2 separate regions of the Sus scrofa genome follow, and region 2 is linked to region 1. A link is a contact called in public Hi-C data. All regions are on one chromosome and are shown on one strand. Each heading gives the region's core, a stretch centred on a gene start, on an enhancer-like site or on the middle of the called end of the contact. The rest is flanking DNA. Distances are from core to core; before and after follow the strand shown. Region 1 holds the start of DDOST (dolichyl-diphosphooligosaccharide--protein glycosyltransferase non-catalytic subunit). Region 2 holds the start of HP1BP3 (heterochromatin protein 1-binding protein 3).

Evidence for each region. Hi-C and Micro-C count contacts between places; a contact is called where the count stands out from the background.
Region 2: a Hi-C map of liver shows a contact between it and region 1, with 6 times the contacts expected there. The contact joins the promoter of HP1BP3 here to the promoter of DDOST in region 1. A contact is called at or near these places in 3 of 47 Hi-C or Micro-C datasets (heart right ventricle, liver and skeletal muscle) and 2 of 2 datasets of contacts at active chromatin or transcription factors (alveolar macrophages and skeletal muscle).

The regions. Positions count from the first base shown.
Region 1 is chr6:78,893,122-78,897,716 of Sscrofa11.1, forward strand. DDOST (dolichyl-diphosphooligosaccharide--protein glycosyltransferase non-catalytic subunit) reads right to left here and starts at 2,599. Exons shown (of 12, transcript NM_214188.1): 1 at 2,563-2,599; 2 at 2,429-2,560; 3 at 2,085-2,195. The coding sequence starts at 2,581.
Region 2 is chr6:79,005,546-79,010,631 of Sscrofa11.1, forward strand. It overlaps HP1BP3 (heterochromatin protein 1-binding protein 3), which reads right to left and starts at 2,376. Exons shown (of 12, transcript XM_021097635.1): 1 at 2,232-2,376.

The DNA of each region.
Region 1 (4,595 bases), core at 1,349-3,848:
TCCACCTCGGCCTCCGCCGCTAGTGACAGTCCTGGGCTGCCTCCAGAGCACAGCTTGGACAGTCAGTCCCTCTACTCCATCCTGGACATCCCGACACATGGTTTGGGAACTCATTTCAAGTCTTTATTTTTATTTCCTCAAAGTCAGACTGAAAGATTCCTGGAGCGCAGGCTCTCAGTCTGTTCAGTACTGATTTCAGAATGCCAACACGGCAGCAACCTGGAAAATGCCAATCAACCTGCTAAAGGCTCCATTTGCCTGCCTAGTGACTTGAAGATTTTAACCGATACAATATAAGGTCACATCCACCCAATGGCACTGGCCTCCAAAAAGTCCGTTCCAAAGACAGGGGACTTGGGGTTCCCTGATGGGAACTAAGGGAAAAATACATCAGGGATTTGGCGGGGCCCAATGTCCCACAAATTACAGAGAATAAAATAGATACACAATAAAGAGAAAGACTTCCTAAGCTTCAGCAATTGAAGGAAGCGATAACAGTCCTTACCCCACGCATGGACAATGTGTGTACTCTGAGAAAAAAATAAAATCAAAACCACTACAGAAGAGGGAGTTCCTGTTGTGGCTCAGCGGTTAGCAAACCCGACTAGCATCCAAGAGGACAAGGGTTCGATCCCTGGCCTCGCTCAGTGGGTTAAAGATCCGAAGTTGCCGTGAGCTCTGATGTAGGCTGCAGACTTGGCACAAATCGTGCGTTGCTGTGGCATAGGCCAGCGGCTACAGCTCCGGTTGGACCCCTAGCCTGGGAACCTCCATATGCCACAGATGCAGTGCTAAAGAGACAAAAAAAAGACAAAAAAGACAAAAAAAAAAAAAAAAAAACCCACTAAAGAGAACAACTAGAATGCTCACCAAAACAGCACAAGGAGTTCCCATCGTGGCTCAGTGGTTAACGAATCCAACTAGGAACCATGAGGTTGCGGGTTCCATCCCTGGCCTTGCTCAGTGGGTTAAGGATCTGGCATTGTTGTGAGCTGTGGTGTAGGTTTCAGACGTGGCTCGGATCCTGCGTTGCTGTGGCTCTGGTGTAGGCCGGTGGCTACAGTTCCGATTAGACCCCTAGCCTGGGAACCTCCATATGCCACGGGAGTGGCCCTAGAAAATAGGCAAAAAGACAAGACAAGGAAAAAAAAAAAAAAAAAAGCACAGCAAAAGAGGAACAGACCAAGGAACTGGGGATATTTAGTCTGAAGAAGAAACAAGAGAATAAGCCATGATTAGGCAAAGGCTATGGTTATAAACAAAATAAGCATTAGACCTATTCTCTAAGGCCCTGGGGAGTATAAGAAACCCTTTCCCTCCCCTCTCACCCACCCAAATAAACACAGCGAGGCGGGATAGGGGGGTTCTCTTGTGGTGCAGCATGTTAAGGATCCCATACTTCCACTGCACTATGGTGCAGGTTCAATCTGCGATCCCTGGCCTGGGCACTTCCACATACCACAGGAGCAGCCAAAAACAAAAACAAAAACAAAAACAGCGGGAAGTGGGAGAAAAACTTCAGCTTAATATAAGAACTTCTTAACAGAGTATCCAGTGGTGGAGCAGGCTGCCTCATAAGAGAGTGAGCTCTCTCACAGCAATGTCAATGGAAAAATCTGGTGAAGATGTTCATTCCACTCAACAACTAGCCCAGCCCTGGACAAAACCCCACAGCCTCAAATAGGAGGTTGCACTAGATAATCACTAAAGGTTCTTTTCAGCCTAAGATCCCATCTGAATTCTTAGAATCAAGTTACCACCAACTTATCTCTTTACAGCAAATCCCATTTAGAACATGCCCTTTCCTCTTTCCACACAGGCAGAGTCCTTTAACAGCGAAAACTCCCTTCTCAGAGTAGCAGAGCAGGGAGTTCTACGATCTGCAACAACACGTGATTCCACAATCCTCAGCTGTATCTTTCGAGAAAGAGATGTCCTCTCCTAAGCCCAGGTTAGAAGTTAACACTTTCTCCTCTCTGGTAGCAGCAGCGCCCAGGTCTGGTTACCCATCCCATCCCAGAAGATGCCCAAGGTCCAGTCCTGGGCCTCGAACCCCAGTTCTGAGAACGACTCGCAGCCCTTACCTTCTACCGAAGGTGAAAAGACGATGAGATTGTCATAGAGGAACTCTCCGTACTTAATGAGGGACAGGCTGGGGTCATCTGCGGTCTTGAATGTGAGTACGAAGCCCCGATCTGCAAAAGAAAACAGAGAGCTGAGGCAGACGGGTCGCAAAGGTAAACCACTGCCGCAAAAAACATGAGCGTGCTCCCCCACACCCTCCCTCCCGCCCCACTAGCGGCAGGTCAGACTCGGGCGGCCAGCTCGTGGAAAACCAGGGGGAAGGAGGGTGGCCAGCGTCCTCGGGCTTGGGTACCTTTCCATCCCCAGACTTTCCACCTGCCACCGCCTCGGGCCCCAATCTCACCCTTTAGGCTCCGGAAGAAAAGTGAATGCGTCTCCCGCAGGTTGAGGTTGTCCAGAAGCACTAAGGTACGGGGACCGCTGGCGCCGACCAGGCCAAGCAAGGGAAGCAGCAGCCACAAGAGCGACCAAGCACGGCCGCGGCGCCGAGCTCCATCTTCCTACTTCTGCCAAAGAACCCAAGCACCTGGACACCGGAAATGCCCCTTCCACGGTCGCCCAATCGCAGCTCTTGGTAGTGAAGTACCACCGGAAGTGATCCTTGTACGCCGGGGCTGGGCCTATGGAGCTGCTGCTCGGACAGCGAGTGGAGGGGTGCAAGGCCGGAAGTGCCCAGTAGGAGGTGGGTTCTCCGAGTGCTATTGGCGGAAGGGGCGCGCGGGTCCGCCCCCCCGAAAAGAAAAGGCTCAATCCTAGAGAGACAGCTCTGCTGCCGTGGCCAATCAACAGAGTCGAGAGCCCTTTGGCTCCGCCCACCCTGGCCTCCTTCGGGAGCCCAGAGCCCGCTTCCCGCCGAGTTTGGGCCGGATCCCGCCTCTTCATCCTATTGGCCCAGGTCTGGGCCCAAGCGTTCTGGAGCGGTGGCTGGCCCACCGCGGGCCACCTCCTCGGTCTTCACTGGCCCAGGACTAGGAGCCATGCCCCACCTCCACTATCTCCAGGAAGGTAGTGGCTGGAAAAAGTTCAGCCACTGGGGGATGGGGGAACTTTGTCCCGCTGCTCACCGGGCCTTGGCACTAGCCTGTCCTACCCAGCCCGGTGGCGTACGCTGGAGGCAGTCTGGCAGATTGCTCTAGCTCAGTTCATCTCCAAGCCCCATGTCTCACTAGGCCTGTTATCTGGACATTTCACTTTGTCTCCAGGCCACGGTCCTAGGCCGGCAATAGAAATGGCGAGGCCCACCTCTGGGACAGCCTAGGCTCTTGGGAGGACTAGGGCGAGTTTTGAAGCGCTTAATGCAGAGTCAGGCTGAGCCTCTACTCAGCACTGCTGGCTCCCATTCCTTCTAAACTGACACAGGGGCCTCCAGCTCACTGCCTCAGTACCACCATGGGTCTAAATAAAAGCTACCACAAGTATCTCCAAGACTTCAACTATTCTCAGTGTTCCAACCACGATCCTGGGGCAGATGACGAAGGTAACTGTGGAGAAAGAAGGCAGCCATCCTTTTCTGACCTTTTACACTGGTCCACCAAGCCAAGAACATCAAAACCTCCCTCTGTGCATCTCCTTAATGGATTCTACCTCTATCCCCACTGGCTGCCCCTAACTCCTGCCCTGCAGCCCAGCCCTCCTGCCTTTCTGCACACGATGCCACATCAATCTACCTCTAGCTCAGAGCTGGCTGAACAGTTTCCACCTAAACTCATCTTGGCAGCCTTACCCTCTCTGTCCCTGCTCAGGGACTTCCATGGAACAGGTCTCCTCCTTTCATATACCCTGAGCTTCCCCACCTCCTGCCCTTTGTTCATGCAGCCTCTTCTCCCAGGAACCCTCTCCCCACATTCCCGCCTTAAGCCCGGGATCATCTTAGATTTTACGGTAGTCCCATGCTGCTCCCTTCACAAGGGCACACTGTTCCCCATAAAGAACTGATCTTGGGACCTCTCACTCCAAAGTATGCACTGGCCTGCCTCCCCTTAGACTGATCTCCGAAGTTACCTAGCACCCTCCATCCCAGTTTCTCCAGGGCCTGAGCTCCTTGGCCCAGCATGTGGCTTGTGGCAGGTACCACAGTAATTAATACAAAATTCTGCGGGAAGGACAGAGGACGACTAACACAGAGCACCTGCTACGTACCGGGAACATTATACACTATCTCATTTAACTGTCACAGTAACCCTATGAGGTCAGTATTATCCCCATTTCACAGACAAGGCTCAGGGTGAAATGAGCCTTAGTACAGCTCCAAAGGCCAGGCCTTTCCCCTCAGACTGTGGGCCCCTCCCACAGGGCAGGCCTTGGGTACAAGGGGCAAGGAGCTAGGTATGTGGCTTGGATTCATTTCTGGCCATGTTAGGACACACAGTTCCAGCACAGTCCCTGGGGGCTATCAAGACCTGAGTCTCTGGGGGTCAGCAAAGTATGGCTTCTATTCTCCAAAACAGGGTCTCTGCTTTCCTGGGTCACAGATCCTTTAAGAATCTAACAACAGCTCAGATGCTCTCCCC
Region 2 (5,086 bases), core at 1,126-3,625, 110 kb after region 1:
CTAAGAAACATAGCAGGCATGGAATTGGTGCTCAACAAATATTTGTTAAGTGAAAGAATGAAGAGATGAAACTTAATAAGTTTTTCACCAGGATTCTTGTATGTGCCCAAATCAATCTGTTACCTGTGGTTTATGTGGTCTTCCTGTGATCATCAATCTGTTTTTACATTTTAAATTTAATGTCATATGAATAATATATAAGATTTGCTTTTGTTGAGGGAAATGCTAAGTTGTTTAAATGCAAGCAATGGAGAAAAGGTTGTAAAAGTACAAAGTCCATAATTGCTGAGTTTTAATTTACCTTCTCTACATGAAGAGAAAGCACTAGAAAAATAAGCGTAAGTTTAAAATGTGTTTCAGTTTAATGATATCCTTGAAAACATGCATTTTAGGAAAAATACAATTATTTCATATTTTACCATAAAATGTCTGCAATATAATGTCATTAGCTATGCGCTGAATACAACAAATTGTTCCCAATCTAATGTCTTTCATTATATTCAGACTTCACTGGTAATGTCACAAAAAGCATGCCTATAATTTGCTGGCAACTTCTTTCACATTTCAATAAACCAAGTAATTCAGTATTACTTAATTAGTGTCTGTCTTGGGCATAGATGCTAAGGACACTACGGGAATCCTCACAAGATAAGCATAACCTAACTGGCTGAAGAGTTAGGATTTTCATCTAAACACGAAGAAGAGTTCAGGACACTTGCTCCAACTTGCCGTCTTCAGTCTTCCAATTAAGCTTAGAAAGAAAGCCAACAATATCCTCTAAAATATTACTTCTGCTTTGAAACACGTTACACTAGACTTTTGGAAAGAGCAATAAAAACTTTAAAAGCTCTGAACAGGTTTATGCCTTTCCAGATGAAACAAATCTATCTTCCAAAATTAAACTAGTCACGTCTAACTTCACTCTAAGACAAGCCGGCTTGTCAGTAAAGTTCCAGGCGAATTCCTGGGTATATTTCTAACTAATTTTCACTTTTCAATGTAACGAAAAGTCAGGAAGCATAATAAACCACAGAGAGAAAATGCCTATGCGGAGAGGGCGGTAAGGTTCACCTTGCGCAGTCCTTTGTGCAGGGGAGCGCACTCCCTCAAAAAAGTTGTGACTCGTTCTCCATCACAGTAGTCAATTCGGTATCAAAACTCTGAAACCGGGCTCTCACTCGACCACTCCTGCCTCCATCTCTATACAAACGCTCCTAGTCACAAGTTGGACTTTGTTAACTAGAACCACACCGTCTAAGGAGCGGTGAGCAACAAGCTCTAGGAAAGCCATACGGGAAAACGAAAGCTTAGGCCCGCGTCGCAGCAGCAGCGGCAGCGGCAGCGGCAGCAACAGCAAAAGGCTTTTCAGGGACGCCAACAGCTGACAGCGCGCCCAGACCGCCGAGAGACTGGGCAAAGACCAGCAGAGACAAAGGCAGGGAGCGGCCGGTGTGCTGCGCGAGCACAAGGCGGGGGAGAGCGGAGCTAAGATGAAGACTGCGAGGCCAAGGAGGGCGGGCTCAGCGGCGGCGGACACCGAGGACACCGGCTGACAGCTCGGGCTCACGCTGCGGAAGGCACGCTGGGAGGCCCACGCCGCGATCCGGGCAGCGCCCGCCCGCGCGAGCCAAGAAGCGGCGGACCGTGGGCACCAACGCCCCGCGCACTCACCGCTGGGAGCTCCGTAATGGCGGCGGCGGCGGCGGCAGGGGCGGAGAACCCGGGGGGGCGGGACCGCCGCAGCCAGTCACCGCCGCCGGCATCTTTCGAACCGGCCCGGAAAACCGCTGAGGGAGTGGGGTGAAGGGGAGGGCGGGGGCGGACGTCGGGGGTCCACCGCGGGGCTCCGGAGCATGCGCAAACTCTCAGCCAATCGGAGCGGGCGGGAGGACGCCAGCGCAGGCGCACTGGGACGCAGGGCCCTCGATCAGGGAAGAGCTCCCCCACCTTCCCCTAGTCCAAACAAAACAAGGGCGGGAGCGCGCGTGCCAGAGGGCCCCGGAGGAGGCTTCAGCTCAAGGGGCAGGGGGCTAGGTCGCAGGGGGGAGGGATGGGGGGGGCGGAGCGGCCGGGGAAGGCAGACAAAAGGCACCACCTCCAGGGACGCGGGCGCCCCGCCCCCTCCGCTCAGGGAGCGGCGGCGGCGCCCCGGGCAAGCGTCCTCTGCCACTCGCCTTCGGGTCTAGCCGACCCGCGCCCACTCCCCGTCCGCCTGTTCCGTACTGCGTTACCTCTGCGCTCCCCCCTTCCTGGCGCCCGCGTCCCGCACAGCTTCTCAACGCCGCTGTCGTAGCCGCTCGTCACCACCGCCGCCGCTGTCCTCCAGGCCCAGCCGCCGAGCTCTGCCGCCCCGCCCCCCTGCCCGCGGCCCCGCGCGCGCGCTCGCGCGCGCCCCCTTTGCCAGCCCCGCCCCCCCCGCGCGCCGGTGGCCGCGCCCCGAGCCCGCGGGAGCGAAGGGAGCGCGCGAGATTTGCCTCCCCGGTCGGGCGCGCGGGGGCGCGAGAGGGCGCTCCGGGACGCGGGGACGACCCGGCTGGGGTCTGTGTCCGCGCGCAGCTTTCGCCGGCGCTGTGCTAGTGGCGCGCGTTAGCTTGGGTGGTGAGGTTTCGCTTCCTCGGAAGGACACTCTTTTCACTTACACTTCTGTGGTCTATTTCAGTCCCCGGTCTTAACTGGGCTTTGGCTTTGGCGATCCGCCTGCCTGCCGTTAGAGGGGTTGGCATTTCCCGCTTCTCAGTTTAGCTTCTTTGAAGACCGTGGAATAATTAGGAATTCAGCGGAAAGTTCATTTCCTCTCATTCGTTCCCATTAAGTATCCATACAGTACAGGGCAGAGTAATGGCTCAGGAAAAGAACTGTGAAAGTTGATTTTCTAATCATGAGTCTTCCCTGGCTCCCTAATCCGCAAACGCGGGAGGGTTCTCAACAAGGAAACCTTGGGATTAGAAAACGGAATTCCCTAGGAAATGTCATATTAGGTTGGTATCAGCGTACTTAGGCTACGTATTGTTAAAAAGTGTAACTTTTCAAAATCAGTTTGGGAAAATTCGATGTATCTCCAATAGTAGGTGTTTTGTCGGGGGTAGAGAGGGTTTGGGTAATGAATATAGGGAAATAATAAGCACAATTGCCTTGAGGCTCACAGTAGTATGACTAATTCTCAAATGCATGTTCCTGTCATTTTAAAGATTTGTGAAATCATTTAGCTCAGTCCTCAGGCTCTGCCATTAACTGTCTCACCAGCCTTCCCAGGTATAGCCATCTACTCCATCTGTTCCAAGATCAGCTGTATAAAAATTTAACCACCACACCACCACCAATTCTTTACAAGGTGTTATCATTAACATCCCGATTACATTACCAGTGCCCTGGTGTTCTAGTGTCAGGCTAAACATGTTCACAAGGGGTTTTGGTTACTTTGTGCCATTTCTTCAACCTACTCATTTCCTTATCAACATTTCTATCTTTTGTCTCCCCCCCCCCTTTTCCCTCTTTTTTGGCTGCCCTGTGGCTTATGGAGTTCCTGGGCAGCGATCAGACCTGAGCCTAGATTTTTTTTTTTTTTAATTTGCTTTCTTTTTTTTTTTTTTGTCTTTTTGCCTTTTTTCTTGGGCCGCTCCCATGGCATATGGAGGTTCCCAGGCTAGGGGTTGAATCGGAGCTGTAGCCACCAGCCTATGCCAGAGCCACAACAACGCAGGATCCGAGCCATGTCTGCGACCTACATGGCAATGCTGGATTGTTAACCCACTGAGCAAGGGCAGGGATCGAACCCGCAACCTCATCGTTCCTAGTCAGATTTGTTAACCACTGCACCACGACGGGAACTCCTGAGCCCAGATTTTTATGTGTGTGTACTTTCTAGGGTTACACCCGCAGTATATAGAGTTCCCAGGCTAAGGGTCGAATGGGAGCTACAGCTCTCAGCCTACACCACATCCACAGCATCTGAGCTGCATTTGTGACCCACACCACAGCTCACAGCAACACCGGATCCTTAAACCACTGAGCGAGGTCAGGGATCGAACCTGCAACCTCAGTTGGATTCATCTCTGCTGCGGGACTCCCATGAGCCAGCAGTTTTCTACCTACACTGCAGCTGTGAGTACAGGATCTTTTAACCCACTGTAGGTGCCAGGGATTGAACCTGCATCCTGGCGCTGCAGAGATGCTGCTGATTCCGTTGTGCCACACAGTAGGAAGTCCAATCTCCCTTTGTAAAGACTCTTCCATGTTTATGTATTCAAATACTTAAAACATCCTATCTTTCCTCTTTTTCCCTCAAATGTCTGTAGCCCCATCTCATGCAAGAAGTTGACACACAGGTAAGAGAAAACTAGATTTCTCCTCTCCACAGATTTTTTATTTTAAAAAACACACAAACACAAACCTTACTCTGTTGTTTGCAATATATACACCTGAGGGAAAACCCTGAAACAAAATTATTTTTCAAGAGGGTGCACATGGAGGCTTGCACGTGCCCCCACTCCATGCACTAAATCTACCGCTCAAGTCTGAAGCTGTTTTTCACTTACAAAGGGATTTGAAATTTTTATTGTGCGTGTTTTAGTGCTTAGGCATTTTACCTCTGCTAAATGTAATATGTCATCAGTTTTGATTTTTATACTTAGCTGAATCTGCGTTAAGACTCCTTGGGGGTATGGTTTTATAGTTTTTCTCACTTGGCTTTCTTTGAGCTATACTGGTTGTATAGTATACATCATTCAGTTGCGTTTGTTAAAAACAGTTACATGATGAGTTTTATACCCTTTACTTAAGCAGTGAGGCTGTTTGATGTTCTTCACTGGAGGGAACACATACCTTTGTGTGTTTAGGAGCAGGACAGATCTTATAGAGTGTATGGAGTTATGGTCACAGCACTAGTAAAACCCTCTTGCCCGGAGACTTCTCACACTGATATCAAAGTCCTTGAAGTTCCAACATTCATTCCTTTTAAGCTTCACTCTCTTCTATAGCACTTTCAAAGTGATAGTAGCAAGGAGAACTGAAATACTGGCCTCAAATTGATAGTTGAGAATTCACTGTTTTACTTATTTATTTTTTTGCTTTTTAGGGCCGCACCTGT